2 separate regions of the Anser cygnoides genome follow, and region 1 is linked to region 2. The links are chromatin contacts, called in public Hi-C maps. All regions are on one chromosome and are shown on one strand. Each heading gives the region's core, a stretch centred on a gene start, on an enhancer-like site or on the middle of the called end of the contact. The rest is flanking DNA. Distances are from core to core; before and after follow the strand shown.

The links. Hi-C and Micro-C count contacts between places; a contact is called where the count stands out from the background.
Region 1: a Hi-C map of liver shows a contact between it and region 2, with 14 times the contacts expected there. The contact joins the enhancer-like site here to the promoter of USP1 in region 2. A contact is called at or near these places in 3 of 7 Hi-C or Micro-C datasets (all in liver).

What each region holds. Positions count from the first base shown.
Region 1 is chr8:30,865,047-30,867,904 of Taihu_goose_T2T_genome, forward strand. It overlaps DOCK7 (dedicator of cytokinesis 7), which reads right to left. Exons shown (of 47, transcript XM_048062223.2): 28 at 924-1,093; 29 at 1-121. Among named protein-coding and RNA genes, the nearest start is that of ANGPTL3, 23 kb to the right of the region's middle. Within about 2 kb of position 1,390, at least 2 of the 3 cell types and tissues checked have open chromatin away from gene starts, as enhancers often do. A contact at or near this core is called in liver, where this site is marked.
Region 2 is chr8:30,823,616-30,826,326 of Taihu_goose_T2T_genome, forward strand. USP1 (ubiquitin specific peptidase 1) reads left to right here and starts at 1,259. Exons shown (of 8, transcript XM_067001729.1): 1 at 1,259-1,420; 2 at 1,573-1,764; 3 at 2,598-2,711. The coding sequence starts at 1,595.

The DNA of each region.
Region 1 (2,858 bases), core at 140-2,639, 42 kb after region 2:
AGCTGAGGGACCGATGTTCCTGCGATGGCCATGGCAACTGTCTGGCTTATCATGCTGCCACCCTCGCTTTCATAATCATCAACAGCGACGCAGCTTGGTCTCCCTCGCTGGTTGTGACTCTCTGCCAAGAAACACATGCATCCCAGTAAATCCCCAAATTCAAAGTGGCTCTCCCCAGCACTCGTTTCATTGAACTGTCTGGAAATGCAAACTGAAAATCATCACACTCACAGATAGGGTCCTGCAGTATACAGGACTGACTGTTATATGAGGTTATGCAAAGCAAAGCAAATACCCATCTTCAAATACAACCTACACAACTTCAGTATCTAGAACCCTTCTGAAAACAGACTTTTTACACCTTTGAATACTCCACTCCAAATCCTTACTTGCAGCTTTACTATGTCATCAAACTCAAAGGACAGCGATGACTCCCAATTTGAAATTACTCTAGATCAGACTCCCTTGCCCTGAACTGATGCATCCCACCTCTGGGGTTCTGCAGGACACTGTGCAAAGCACACCTGAAATGAGCTGCTGATAAAGCACAGTCTGCTTATCCTTTGTAATTTTTCTGAGACTTGTACAGTACATGGAATGACTTCTAAAGCCAGTCAGAGCAGGGAGGCTGGCTGGGCACATACAGACAACAGCCAGACAGCAACTAAAATGCATTGCTAGTTTTTCACTTCATGCAAACAAGTAGGCAAATGCAGCTTCTGAGTGTTCACTTGTTGAACTTGGATATACTGTTGGATATATTTTGCAAGTGTGGTTTCAAAAACATGTCAGTTACAAATACTTCAAAATACAAACAAACTCATCCAACAGCAAAGGGATTTGTTGTTCAATTTTAGAAAAAAAAAAGACAACACTCAAATCTTGTGAGCAGATGAATATTCAAGGCACAGAATGTAAAATACCTGTAAAGTCATAGAGCTGAGGCACGGTTTCCATGATCACGCCAATCAGAGGTAGGTACAGCATTGCAACCCGGGCCTTTACCTGCGGGTCAGCGTACCGCGGATCCGAGTCGTGACTGGACAGTAAATTGTGTACCATGTTGATGACCTTCTTATGCAATCCAAATAAACTGTTAAAAGAGAGTTGGGTCACACAGATTAGTTAATACCTTCAAAGCAAACTATACTTTGTAACTGAGAGGTTTCAAAAAAAGAAAAAAAAATCCCGGTTTTTATTTTTAACTTCACTTAAACCACCATTACGCGTATTCTTTGATCTCCCCTGGATTTTATAAATGGCTGGCTTTTGCCCATGCCACATAAAATGTACAGAAATATCTTGCTGAGGTGCACACGCAATATAATGCGAACACTCATATTTTCCATACAAAAACAAAGCCCCAACTTCTGCTATGTTGAAGGATTGAATCAACTGGAGAACGTTAGGAGAACCTGGGGAGTAGAGAAGACAGGGAGAGAAACTTGAGAGGACAGTGGGTTTAGTGAAACTATTTGTAGTGCTCTTTTTTTGTTTCTATTTAACACTATTTACAGAGAAAAGCCCTCCTAAGACAGAACTTTGCTTTTATCAAATGATCAGTAGGTTTCTGCCTCCGTTCCCTGAACCCCCATGCAATTATTCAGCCAAAACAGTAGACTACAGATCAGTAACTCTGAATTAAAAATGTCAAAGAAATGGAGAGGTAGAAGGAAAAAACAGCAAGAAGTGGCCTTCCCTATTATTAAGATGCAATTCACGTCAGAGCCCCAGCACCATTCCCTTTTGCAGGACACCTTGCGTGAGCCTACTTGGTGCTCATGGCTTGTGAACACAAACTCCTCTGAATCTCTCAAGAACTCGCTCTGCCCCTTTTCAATCCCCTCAGCCACCACACAGAGGCAAAACTCTCCCAGAGCAAATAGCACGTGTCTCTATGGCTATTTGCTTCTGGAGGCAAACCAGCCCAGGAAGACAACTCTACCCCATGCACGAAGCAGCCAAGGAAGCTCATACATTATGCAGTAGCAAAACATAAGCTTCAGTGTTCAAACCTGAGGTATTAAAACAAGGGCCGAATTTCAGGCAGTATCCACTTTACCTGAAAAGTAGAGTTGAGTTCTGGTTAAAAAAGATGAGAGATTCTGACTGGGTTGTCGGGGGGTTAAAATGATTATAAAGACACCAGCAGAGGTTAGGAGGTCATTAGCTAGTTGAAGCTATACTTCATATATAACTGACCGACTCCTTCAAATTAAGGTTAAAGAGAAGTCTGTGTGTTATTCTGAAGGAGTGGCATCTAGGCCACGTGTGAACAGCTGAAAGGAAGCTATCCTGCAGGCCATGGAGCTACGTACAGGGAAAACACATTCAGACACGGCAATGTCATTAAAACTTAGGGCTACATGGATATTTTTCCCCTTTTCCTGAACAGAACAGGTACTGTGGTAGATCGATCTGTATCAAGGAGGAAATGTGACCTGCTAATCTTTCTGGCTGATAATGCAATGAATCGATCTTGCCACCCTCCAGCCAGCCCCTCTGACTTCTCAGCCCTGGCATGAATTTGGGTCAACAACACACACTTCTGGAAAAATGACATTTGTCAGTGAATACTGAGGGTCAAATTTTGATTTTCTCACTTCTGACCTGTAACGTTGCTCATTATGGGCAATGTAGGCACTATGAAATGAGCAATAATTATTATTATGCTCAAATAATCAAAGCATCACAGCACTGACAGCAGAGAAAATCTCTTCAGGCTCTATCTGCCTGACCTCACTCTCTGTTTTCCCCTTCTGCAACTGTCTGCTTTGTCACATCCACATGCTGTCTCATCTTTTAGACTGCAAGTGCTCTGGAGGAGGACTGTAATTTTTTTTCTTATTGCACAACAC
Region 2 (2,711 bases), core at 9-2,508:
TGGGGAGCTGCCTGAAGGGATGGGAGTAAAACACAGGCACGTGGCGAGGACGGGGTCAGCACTAACAGCTTTCAGAAAATGGTGTGGAGCTAAGGCCAATGCCTGGGCATGGCTGAAAGTCGGTTATGAAGCTAAACGGGTAAAATATCTTAGTGAGTAAGGTGGAATTTTTTTACCAAAGTTTTCCTGTGAGTCACAGATGTGATCTAAATGAACAAGTGTCCTGGCTTACCAGGCTTTTCTCGTAACGCAACTGGTAACACCAGTGCCTAAAAGCTTTGCGTGCCACACAGAACTCCTTAGTTCTCAGATAAAAGGTGAACCTTTAAAAGATTTCTGACATTTTGGAGCAATATTCAATTACATAGCATTGTAGTGTACAGACCTAATATAGCCAATTTATGCTTCATAAGAAATATTTACTGTGGTGACATTGCCATATTTCTCCCATCTCACACTAAGTCCCACGAGAGAATAACTGTGAAAAATGGACCTTATAAGGAGTAAATATGGACCAGTTCTCAGAGCCCCCCAAATTTGTGAAGTATGCGAGCAGCAATGGATGTGCAGGCGAGAGCTTGTGATTCTCAGCATGTGGAGCCACGGACGAATTACTGAATAAACAGGGCGGTTCTGTGTTGTGCAGATGTTCGTTTCGTGTACGACTGGCGCTGGGTTGGAAATCAGTTTAATTATTTTTATTAAGAAGTCCGAACGCTCGCTCCCCGCCGCTGAGGCAGCCGAGCTTTTCCTCACAGCAGGCAGCTGCCGCCCCCCCCCCCCAACCAGCCGCGCGGGGGCGCTGCGGGCCGGCGGCCGCCTCACGGCGCCTCCCGCTGTGATTGGCTGAGGCGGGGAGGGGCGGGGCTTCCTTTGGATCAATCCACCTCCGCCTCCGGAGGGGGGGGGCGGGGGTGTCCTTGCGGAATGGTTCGGCCCAGCCGCCCCCCCCCCCCCCCCCTTCCCCCGGCGCGAGTCCCGGGCCTTTGCCTAGGCCGTTGCCAGCGCCCGCGCGCGCTCAGGCAGGACCCCGCGGGCTGCCCGCCGCACTGCCTGACGGCGGAGACAGCGGTTCGGCGCCGGTACCGCCGGCAGAGCGCTCGCTGAGGCATTGCTTTGCCTCCCCCGCCCAGCGAGCGGGTGAAGCCCGACGGCCACCATGCCCCCGCGGTGCCAGCGAGCCTCGCCTTCGGCTCCGTGTCGGGCGTTTGATCAGGGCAGCCCGCGGCGGCTGGGCGCGAGGAGCGCGGCGGGCGGGGGTCCTGGCGGCAAGGCAAACGCGCCAAGTTTCCCGTGGCGGGGCGGGCGGCGCGGCCGGGGCCCGCGGTCTCCATAGCGACGGCCCCCGGCGGGCGGGGGCGGCGGGGCCGTGACGGGCCGGGCCGGGCCGTGACGGGACGCGCAGGGCCGCCATGTAGCGGTGAGCGCCGGGACCGGGCTGAGGGGCCGGGGCGGGCCACGGGGGCGGTGGGGGCGGTGGGGCCGGGGCCGTGAGGGACGGGGCTGAGGGGCCGGGGCCGCTCCCAGGGTGCCGGTGCCGGTCCGACGCCGCCCCGTGTGTGCCCGCCGCAGGTGGCGTTTCCCGGCCGGGAAGATGCCCGGGGTGCTCCCCAGCGAGAGCGGAGCGGCGTTGCGGGGCAGCCCGTCGAAGCGGAGCCGGCTGTCGCTGAAGCTGTTCCAGAAGAAGGAGGCCAAGCGGGCGCTGGACTTCGCCGAGCCGCAGGACGGCGGCGGGAGCAGCCCCGAGCCGCGGGGAGCCGACGTGTGCGTGGGGAGCCGGGGGGCGGGGGGGCGGCGGCACGGCCGGGCTGCCGGCGGCTGCCTCGGGAGGTTCAGACAAAGTTTCCCTCAGCTCAGCTCGATAGAAAGCGATTCCCCTTCTGCTGAAGTATCGAAACTTTAAAATTGTCGCTTTTACAAAATGAATCCTGCAGAAAAAACATTGGATATGGAAGGTCCCTTATGCTGGGAGTAAAAGCACCGAGTCCACCGCTCACTGCCGTGCGTTATTGTTGGGTGTTTGAGCCCTGGGTGAACTCGGCAGCTCGTCTCCCTGCAGCTAGTGAGGAAGTGAAATGGGAGAAGGAAAATTGCCTCATTGCGATAAACGTGTTGGAGGCTTTGAGACGTGGTTCTGTCTGGTGTATCAGTACAGTGCATCAGCGCTGTGTGTAATGCGCCAGGTTTTTTGTTATTTTTTTCCCCCCTTCTATATTTATTTGCTTGTTATGCTCCCAGCAATGAAGTGATATGAATCTGGAGCAAGGGACAGTAATAGAAAATATGTGCTGCACACATAGCGTTTTTCTTGGAGCTGCACTAAGAATGAACAAAGAACACACAAAAGTATTGTAAAGAGAGCTTTACTGGTGCCTTAAATCACTCCGCTTCTTGAGAGGTGGGTGTTGGGAGTAATGGCAGACACACGCCTCTCGTAAACCTGCCTCTTTTTGAGTAGGTTGCTAGAAAGAAGGGTTACGGTGGAGTTGGCCTCTCTTTGAGTGCCTGGAGTAGCCATGTAGAGATTCTCAGAAATGCCTTGACACCGTTTTCATCTGTGCTCGTTAGTCATTAATTCTGTTTTCACTGTTTTATAGTGACCAGGTTGTTCCTGCAGCACAGCCTCCGTTGCTTGTCAGCTGTGAGAAGAAAGACAACATGTTGCCTTTTGTGGGCCTGAATAATCTTGGTAACACTTGTTACCTGAACAG